Regions from separate parts of the Danio rerio genome. Here region 1 is linked to region 2. Evidence: chromatin contacts called from public HiChIP or PLAC-seq data. All regions are on one chromosome and are shown on one strand. The core of a region is the stretch at or near the end of the contact, and the rest is flanking DNA. Distances in the headings are between cores, read along the strand shown.

Region 1 (4,882 bases), core at 955-3,454, 310 kb before region 2:
GAGAGAATCAAATATGTTACTTTGTAAATATGTTGTAATACCTGTGCAATGGCAAACTGGTCATAAAAAGATGAGTTTTCAACGCCGAGCTCTAAATCTGTGTCTTGTAGATCTTCACAGCTGACAAAAAAATAAAGACAGTTATAGGAGATATAATAAATAAAATGTGACTTTGTATCATTAGCTAAATTACACTATTATAATACTCTTAAGTTCCAGTGTCAAGAAAATAAATATAGCGCCGTTTTCAATAATCATCATTTCAAGTGAATCAATTATTTTTTTGAAGTTGTCCTAAGACAAGAATGGGTGTTGTTCAAAAGTTTGAGGACCACTTTGATAAAAGGTTTTAATCCACTTTATATGTTGACTACTATATTTATATACACTGTAATAAATTCCCAGAATTTCACATTACTGTAATTTTTCATAGTACATGACATTAGTGTCACATTACAGGATTTAACTGTTAAATTTTACATATTCAGAATTTTATTGTGAAATTAAGGCAGGCATCATGATTACAGCAAATTACTGTAAAAATGGCAATATTTTTTGCACATTAGTTACAGGAATTCAAACACTTAATATTTTATTCAACATAAAAAAGTAATACACATTAACGTTTATGCCAGTACAGGCACTTTTTTGATATTTAGAAATATTTACAGAATTATTGTTATTATCATGTATCTCACAGTAATTCACTTTGAATTTACATACAGTATCTTGCGGTGAAAGTAATGCAATTATAAGCCAGTAATTTGTTTTATTTATTTTCCAGTGTATATAAAACCTACAAATACAAAAAAGTTTATATCAATATTTAAATTATAATATCGAATTTAATATATATAATGAAAATGTCTAAAAAGGTTTTCTGACCCAAAAAATTAAACTAATATGGGGGATTCTACTTTAATTCTTAAATCATTGTCATTTTTTATTGTTATTGCCATTTTCTAGTTTAAAAAATCGATACGCTTTAGTTTACTCTTTGCAATACACAAACACATCAGTAGAATTTGATACCACAATATGCATCTTTGTATCCACAATCGGTTTATCTTTTAAATCATTAAAGTACAGTTTTAAGAAATGGCTATTAATAATCAACAATGTGAAAACCAGTTTTTTTTTCTTTTTTTGCTTTTGTTCTTGTTTTCTAATTGTTCATTTAAGTATTGTTTATAGTTTTATTTGTATTTTATTATTAGTATAGGCTTTTAACAACTGGCAAATAAACCACTAATGAAAACTTTGGGCTAAATTGGGTACATTTACATTCGTGGGGAATGTTGAGTACGCTGTCCCTTGTTGTGGAAAAATAAATAAACAAACAAAAGAATTTGGCCTTTGACTTTCTTTTAATTTACACATACTTAAGTTAGAAAGTTATAACCAGACAATATATCCCTATAATCACCATTGTGTGCAACAGAAATGCAAAAATAAGTAGGAATATAAATGGCAAGAATATTTCAATCCTAATAATTTAGGCATTCCAATATTATTCCTTAAGGAAAAATATTAATTAACAATTATTATTATTATTATTATTATTATTATTATTATATGAAATCTCATATTTACCAAGGAGCTTTATATTTTTATATGCATAAAATATGCTGTATTTGTATAAGTACTAAATTTAGTTTACCTGCTAGGCATTGCTCCATTCTCAGTGACAGAATCACACCATATACTGAACCCAACGCTGGAGATTGTACCGGCCACAAACACCACAAATAACACTAACAGAGAGAGGAGGAGGTTCAAGAAAGAATGGAAGAGGGAGCTGCAAAAAAGGGGGACAAAAAAAGAACAATTCACAAAGCGTTATATTGTGATTTTAATCATCATTATGATATGCGTGTTGCCTACTCGTCGTGGCCTTTGCAGAGGAAGAAAAAGGTCCGCCACGCCTGCACGGCAGAGAGGATGAGAGACACGATGCCCACGAAAGTGATGAAGCGACAGGATGACTCTGGTCCCCATTCTTCAACTATAAAGCGCTGTTTCCCCATCGTCATGTTCTCATTTTGCCAAATCCCCTCAGTAAACAGCAGACATTTCCCCTGGAAGTCATCGCCGTTTTCAGAGAGCGGTACAACGGCGATGAAACCGAAAAGAAATGCTAAAAAGTAAAGGATGCACTGGCCGAAGAGAAAATTATCGACGGCCATCGTTCCCGGCGACTGCATTCTGCTACTGCGCATGACCGTGAATGTTGAACTATGTCGGATTTATGTTATTGGACGAGGAGTAAAATGTCTCCACTGCATGACTGAGGATTGTTTTGATAGCACCGTTGCCTTAATGTGATCAAATATGATTTTACTATAGTAGTAATAATAATAATAGATCAATACAAGGTTTTATTGTGCATTAGTAATTTACAAATACAGCAAAAACAGGCAACAAAAAAATCTGAAGATAATTGAAATTCAAATAAAAAAAAAACACAAAACAAAATATAAGCAAGACAATTACAATCAGTCATAATCTAAGAGTAATCTTTGATTTTGAGCTTTGTCGAGAAAAACAAATTGGTCATTAAAAATAGTTGAGGATCATCTTCAGACTTATAACTTTACTTTCCTTTCAAGATCTGGAAAAAGTCATGCTTTTATCACATCAGCCTAGACTATGTGCCAGCTTTTTGCCAAATCTGGGCCAGAATTCTTTGATACATGGGTTACAATAGACAGCTTTTACATTTTTTTTTACAGTTTTGAGAGACTTCATTAACAGAAAAAGTTTGTTGACAAAAACCTTGTATAAAAGAGAGGATTTTGAAAGTCTTCATTTGTGGGTGAAGAATTTACCATTTAAAATAAAATTAACAAAATTGTACATTTTTATCACCATTTTCAATATAACAAATAAATTCTTTTGCATTCATGTTATCAAGAAATTATTTTTAGCAGACATTTTTCCAAAAAATTGCACACTCTAACATTCAACAAATAAGTGACATAAGGATTCCTTACTTTTTTTCTTTTTTTTTTTTTTACAAAATGAACATTCTTTCTCAATATCTGAAAATCTGAGAAACAATTTGGTTGGATATATTTTATGTAAAATCTTTAAATGTATTTCTCTTACTTTATTTGAAATGCAAAATTTGTATGGTAGCAGCCATGCTTTTTTCCAATTAACCCATTTTTTTCCATTTTATATGGTTCCTTTTACAGCATCAATGTTGTAATATAAGTAAAATATAATCAGTTAAAAACATGTCAGTGGCACAAATCCAGCACAAACCAATGACACCAGTTTTGGGCGATTTAGAGGAAATAATGGAGTGAAGAGTGACGTTGCAGTTCCCAAAGTGTTTTGATTAGGTAACATCTAAACGAAAAAATAGATACACTGTGTATGTTAACCGCACAAACCAGCACAAACATATGACACCAGTTTTGTGTGATTTAAAGCAGGGGTTCTCAACTGGTTTGGCCATGGGACCCACATTTTTACATGGTCATCAAGCCGCGACCCAAATTTTTAGGAAGTTTAATACAATTTTAGGAATTATTTAATAATTATTATTAATAATAATTATTATTTATAATTAAAATTAACAATATTTTATTGCTGTCATTTAGCAAAATGTATCAAATTATAGAAATATTACAAAGTAAAAACGACAAATACTGTAAACAGTGGTTAGGGTAAGGAAAGGTTTGGTTACCATAAACTAAACTGAACTGTGAATAAAACATGTTGTCTGGTTTCTTAATGTCATTTTAATTTAGAAGGTTTTGTACTGAAATTTCACGTCAAACGGTAGGGTGGTCGTGGACGCATTTCAAAATAAAAATAAAAATGAGTTAAAAATTAAAAATGAAAAAAAATTAAACTTCTGTTGTTGTTTTTTTACCACACACTGAATACACACTTCCCGCGAGCCAAATTGAGAAACACTGATTAAGACAAAATGTGGTGGAGAGTGATATCACAATTCCCGAAATATTTTGCTTGTATCTAAACGAGGAAAACAGATTCAGTGTTTGTTTTAACGGCACAAACCAGCACAAAATGAGCACAAACAACCTGTGCTGATTTGAAGTCATTTGAGCAACATGGTGTGGAAAGTGATGTCACACAGTTCAAAAAATTATGCTTAATATCCGAGCCCAAATCAGCACAAATGTTCATTTTTGCGGTACAAATCAGCACAATTGTAGCACAAACGAACACCGTAATTTAAGGGATTTTTTTGTTTTTATGGGGTGCCAACTTCACGGAGCTCACAGACCTCATGCTTTGGGTATAGTTTAACTCTTTAACTGTCCCACTAAGAAAAAAGCAATAGAACATTTTTGGATTGCATTTCTTAACTATTAATACTGCTAGTTAAGCTAACACAATGCATTTATTTTCTAACATATCCCATCATTTCTGAAATATCCAATTCTACCAAATACATGATATGTTGGTTTATGGGAAAAGTACCGAAATGAATACATATACTATGAAAATCTGAAAATATAAAGTGTAAGACTAATTTATTGAAAAACATGATCAAAATAAATCATGTTGGACACTAAATAATCATTATTTATTCACACACACACACACACACACACATATATATATATATATATATATATATATATATATATATATATATATATATATATATATATATATATATATTATTGAATATTTATATTTATTAGTATATATAATAAAATAATAATTGATATATAAAGTATAAATCATATAATAACTGATATGATGTGGGTGTGGAAAGACTGATGTTATTGACTTGGGATTGGCCCATATGGCATGGAGGTGTTCTGTTAAATCCTTGGGATAAATAGATTAGGTGGAGGTCAATGTGAGTCTGGACGGAAGTCGCTCTAAACACGCTTCT
Region 2 (5,096 bases), core at 1,139-3,638:
CATTGAATGAAAAGTTGCTGAACAGAAACATCCAAGTTTCAGCTTAATATATTAATTTATAATTGTTTTATATAGAGCTGCACAATATTGGAAAATTTGACATTGAGATACTTTTTCCGTGTGACATAAATTGTGATATAAATACAATTTCACCAAATGGATTAAATAGCTCTATTTGGAAAGTTATTAATTTTGATTGATTAGGATGGTTTTGTTAGGGAGTGAAACATAAATATATTATGTGATTTATTATATACACCTAATAAACAAACCACAATCAAAATAAACACAATGGAGCAAATATTAAAATGAAACAAACTGTGCCTTATAGTCTAGCAGTATTCAGGTACAGAAATTCAATAATTAAATATAAAAGAGCATAAAATATTATTTATTTTATTAAACTACTTTATGCACTATTAAAATGTTTTAAACGCTTTTAAAATGCTTACATAGTCACAGGCCTTAAAAACACATGCAGATGCATGCTCACACTCTATTATAATTCAATTCTGCAGTGTCTCCTCAAACCTCATGTGTTTTGGTTTCTGGTCATCTATAATCCCAACTCAACATCTTAACCATAACAAAACAACCCAGATACAAAAAATAGTATTCAGATATATGGCATTAAGAGAGTTACTTTGCTTAGACTAGTGTTAGTCTAAATGTACTCTTTAACATAGTATCACAGCTCGAGTGAATAGTAAAGGGAGATTTTGGGAATATTCACCTCTTGGTATAAAGCTCAAAAAGGTCATGGCCTTCATGACACTTGTAGGAACATGCCAGGCAGATGCCAGCTGGCTCTCCTCCCTTTGGTGTGCAGGTGTTGCAGGCGTACAGAGCTTGCCGCTTCACATACCCCTGTAAAGACAAAAAAACAAACAATAAATCACCTTGTTTTCATGACCTACAATTACTAGGCCCACGCAGAATCTGCGTGAGCAGAATTCCGCATATTTTAGTCTATTTTAGTCTATGTATTTACTTGTGTAAATGTGTGTAAATTTTCTGCAGAAATAGCAAAAAATGTCAGCAGATTCTGTCTGGATCTAGTAATAAGTACTGGGCCCGCAGTATGGAATCTGTGCCCACAAAGATATTTTATTTTATAGCAATTACACTATTAGTATTGAATAATATGCAAAAATTTAGATAAATTATGTGCAATACAATGTGATGTTATAGGTTATATTTGTTCTGTCTTTTAGTGGATGTATTATATGAGAGACCTGCTGTAGCTTTGTTTACCAAACAGTTTGTTCTGATTGGATTTTGATTGTAAACTTTAAAATACATTTTTTATTCTCCGTGTTAGGTTTTCGGGCGGCACAGTGGGTAGCACTGTCACCTCACAGCAAGAAGGTCGCTGGTTCGAGCCTCGGCTGGATGAGTTGGCGTTTCTGTGTGGAGTTTGCACGTTCTCTCAGTGTTGATTTTCTCCGGGTGCTCCAGTTCCCTCACAGTCAAAAAACATGCACTTTAGGTGAATTGGGGGAGCTAAATTGTCTGTAGTGTGCGAGAATGAGTGTGTATGGGTGTTTCCCAGTAATGAGTTGCAGCTGGAAGGGCACCCGCTGGTAAAAACATATGCTGGTTAAGTTGATGATTAATTCCGCTGTGGCAATGCCTGATTAATAAAGAGACTAAGCTGAAAAGAAAATAAATGTGTTAGGTTATCATCTCATAAAATCCTATAGCATAATTCTACAGATTTTATTCTGCTAAAAACAGCTAATATTGAGAATTATTTAAGATTATCTTATTTTAAATTTAATAATTTAGTAAACAGCTTATTTTCCCATAACTTGAATGTAATTTCACAGTATCTGCTCACAGTCATTGCTTGTTCGGTGATGCTGATACTGTCTGTTAATGAAATACGGTTTGTTTGAAACATCGACGTTTAATGATACTTAATGTCAACCCAAAGCATATTTCTGCGAGAATATTACTAAATTGTCGAAATGAAAACAAGCTGTGTGAAGGTATAGACCGCATATTTTAAAGTTAAACTCCGGGAAAAGGCAGTGTTTACAAAAGAGACAACAAACCTCGGGATATGAGCATTTCTCTGAATCACTTCCTCCAAGAACAGCGGAGGCTTCGTTCTCCAGCTCTTCGTCCTCCTCTAAAACGTCCACCAGAGATACAGTCGCCTCCTCTCCATCATTTGCCGCCATCCTTGAAGACACGAGAGCAAAAAAGTGCTTCTAGTTCCTGTTCCAGGGCACGAAACGAGACACGAACTAACTGGACCGTTTCCGAGATCACGAATTAACAGCGGCAGAGGATTATCGGAATACAAAACACAACTAAAGACGGGTGAACGCGTCAGACAAATTGACAGCACGCGAACAAATTCTCGGGATTAACTGTGACAACAACAAAACCAATGCTGCTTCCGGTTTATGCAAATACAAGATGTTTTGGCGGGAGAGTTGCGGGTGTTGTAAATACATTTTATTGTGGTAGAGTTATTTTCTTCTGACTATTTTATAATGAAACAGCATACCTACAAAATACCACAATGTCAGTGTTACCAGAAAACAATAATATTTGCTAAATCAATCCAATAGGTCAGAGTTCAAAGGGTAAATCGGTGTTGCCATGTCCACGTATTTTACTACTTTGAAACTGAAGCATTTAACTGATATAAGCATACAGGATTATACGATGACATATGAAGCAGTACAAAACTTTAAAATACATAAAAAATATTAGTAAAAAAGAAAGCATTCTATTTGACACAATTATGTTATTGTCATTAGCTATTAATATTAATTAAATTATCAGATCTGTGATCAGTTATAAACAACCACTGCTGTTTAACTACTGGTTAAAGTTACTGATTAACTTATTTAACTCCACAACTGATTAACAGGCCTACATCAACATGTGCTTATTTATACCGTTGTTTTTAGTAAATTGTGTGCACAATAATCATTGTTTTCCTTTTTGCAGGTAAATAAAATGATGAACAAATTAGTAAAAAAAAAAAAAACACAATTTACTACAATACCAGAATGTTCCACGCTGTGGTGATGAATTGTGATTTCTTGGGTTTTTAATTTGTTTGTTTTTTTTAATGGCCGAATTAGAACATAAACCATGACAGTTCTTTTTAAACTGCGTGTTTTTCTTGTGAAATCTGGCAACCTGGTTACATTGTGTTCGTTCAACATGGCAGCGTGCGAGCTGAAGGGAGAGCTGAAATACAGAGATGGACAGACGAACCAGTTTACAGCACAAGTGGATGGCAATTTGAAATCAATAATAGGTGGCATTAAGAAAATAAATGGCGACATTTCAGAAGCCTTAACGACACTCGTTGAACAAGAAAAAGGCTCAACGGGAAATGACAGAGAGAGTGTTAATGGTAAGAAGCTGAAATAAAACCAACCAAAATACGTAAAAGTCAAGCAACCATAACTAATAAATTGGTTAAAAGTGTCCCCTAACATAACTGTGATTAAATATGATAGAGAGTTTTGATGTCATTTGTCATTTACTAAAAATATATCTAAGTGCTGACATATTTACTTCACATATTTAGCAAGTATATCTTATTATAATACACTGTAAAACCCAAGTCAACCTTATAAAATAAAATGAGTGTAGTTAACTCAAAATTGACTGAAAGTTAATTCTACTCATTTGAAAAGAGTTTTGAACTCGATGTTAAAGGTAATGAGTTAATTAAATACCTAATTACTTCAATTTAAATAGAGTAAGTTCACAGTACTCATATAGATTAGGTTTTTAACTCAAATGGTTTGTTTCAGTTTCCTTAAACGAGTTGCATTAACTTGGATTTTACAATATTCAGTTGGTTTGAGTTATCTTCATGTATTGGGTTTTACTGTGCTCAAATTGCTTCATTTACTCAAATGGATTAAGTTCACAGCGCTCATTAGGATTAGTTTTTGAACTTAAATGGTTTGAGTTATCGTCACTTTTTGTTTTACAGTGTAGAAATGTAATACTCGGGAATATACTATTTTTAGTATTGTAAGTGCTTACACTAAAAATCATAGCAAAGCCACATGATCTCAAATTTAGTAGTTAAAAAGTAAAAATACTTTATTACATTTAAAGTGATACGATTTGTTGTGATTTGTAACTTTTGTCCCCTTAATCTCATGTTAAAGATGATGAGGAAGAGGACAGCGATGATGATGATGGCAGTGCCACAAAAACCACCACCATCACCAAGTCAAGCTCAGAACCTCCAAGCAAGAAGATGAAAACTTTACGTTCATGATAAGCAGAACTCACATTAATCAGGCCTTTTTGCATACAGAGTTAATGTTGCCCTCCTCCTTAAAAAATCTACTTTTATCCGCTAGTGACTTCAAGACAGTGTTGAGATTTTGCCTTATTTTGTTTCCATTCTGCAAGTTATTTTACATAAATTTAGGTCCCTCCAAAAGGGAAACAATTTCATCGTTGCATTTTTTGTCCTGTTGTAAAAAGTTAAACATTGACAGCAGTTATCAGAACTTCAGCACACAATAATAAAATCATTGTGCAATAAACTGGATTCAAACCGTCCAATCAAATGTCTGCGTTTCTGATTGAGAAATCAGTGTAACAGTTTAAAAAGAATACACTCGGCACATTTCTTTATTGATTTCATCAGAATCCAGACTTGTTTCAAACCACAGTGTTTTGAGATTGCAATGGAAAGTTATTAACAAATACGCAATAAACATCATTAAAAATTCACAGACAAGCCCTTTGAGTAAAAAAAACTCAACATTTTAACAAATGAATGAATAATCCAAATATGACCCAATATTTCCACAAAGAAGCCATTTAAAACATCTGTGGTACAGGCTTATATAAAGCTTGAATCTTGTGTTAAACTCTACCACACCCAACAACTTTAAAGAACCATTTGCATTTCTTATAAAGATAAGATAATTCACGCTATAAAATTATACTGATATCCCTCCACAATAAGACATGAGATTGAGTGCACTACTTTTACGAACAAACAATGAATGTCAAGAACTTGCTTTGCAAAACACACTTATGTATTTTCTCTGAGGACACTCGATTATCACTATGGTGAAACATAATTAGTGTTT

What was found. HiChIP or PLAC-seq counts read pairs in DNA pulled down with a chosen protein or histone mark.
Region 1: an H3K4me3 HiChIP or PLAC-seq map of embryo shows a contact between it and region 2, with 2.5 times the contacts expected there. The contact joins the promoter of tmem179aa here to the promoter of ubr7 in region 2. A contact is called at or near these places in 1 of 18 Hi-C or Micro-C datasets (an unstated tissue) and 1 of 4 datasets of contacts at active chromatin or transcription factors (embryo).

Annotation. Positions count from the first base shown.
Region 1 is chr20:30,119,073-30,123,954 of GRCz12tu, reverse strand. tmem179aa (transmembrane protein 179a, genome duplicate A) reads right to left here and starts at 2,204. Exons shown (of 4, transcript NM_001003767.2): 1 at 1,885-2,204; 2 at 1,661-1,798; 3 at 42-120. The coding sequence starts at 2,186. It also overlaps a transcript of prph2lb not described here.
Region 2 is chr20:29,810,240-29,815,335 of GRCz12tu, reverse strand. ubr7 (ubiquitin protein ligase E3 component n-recognin 7) reads right to left here and starts at 2,388. Exons shown (of 11, transcript NM_212629.1): 1 at 2,058-2,388; 2 at 734-867. The coding sequence starts at 2,186. si:dkeyp-55f12.3 reads left to right here and starts at 3,169. Exons shown (of 2, transcript NM_001025552.2): 1 at 3,169-3,382; 2 at 4,155-4,557. The coding sequence starts at 3,187. The coding sequence ends at 4,267. tmem251 (transmembrane protein 251) reads right to left here. Exons shown (of 2, transcript NM_001033746.2): 2 at 4,612-5,096.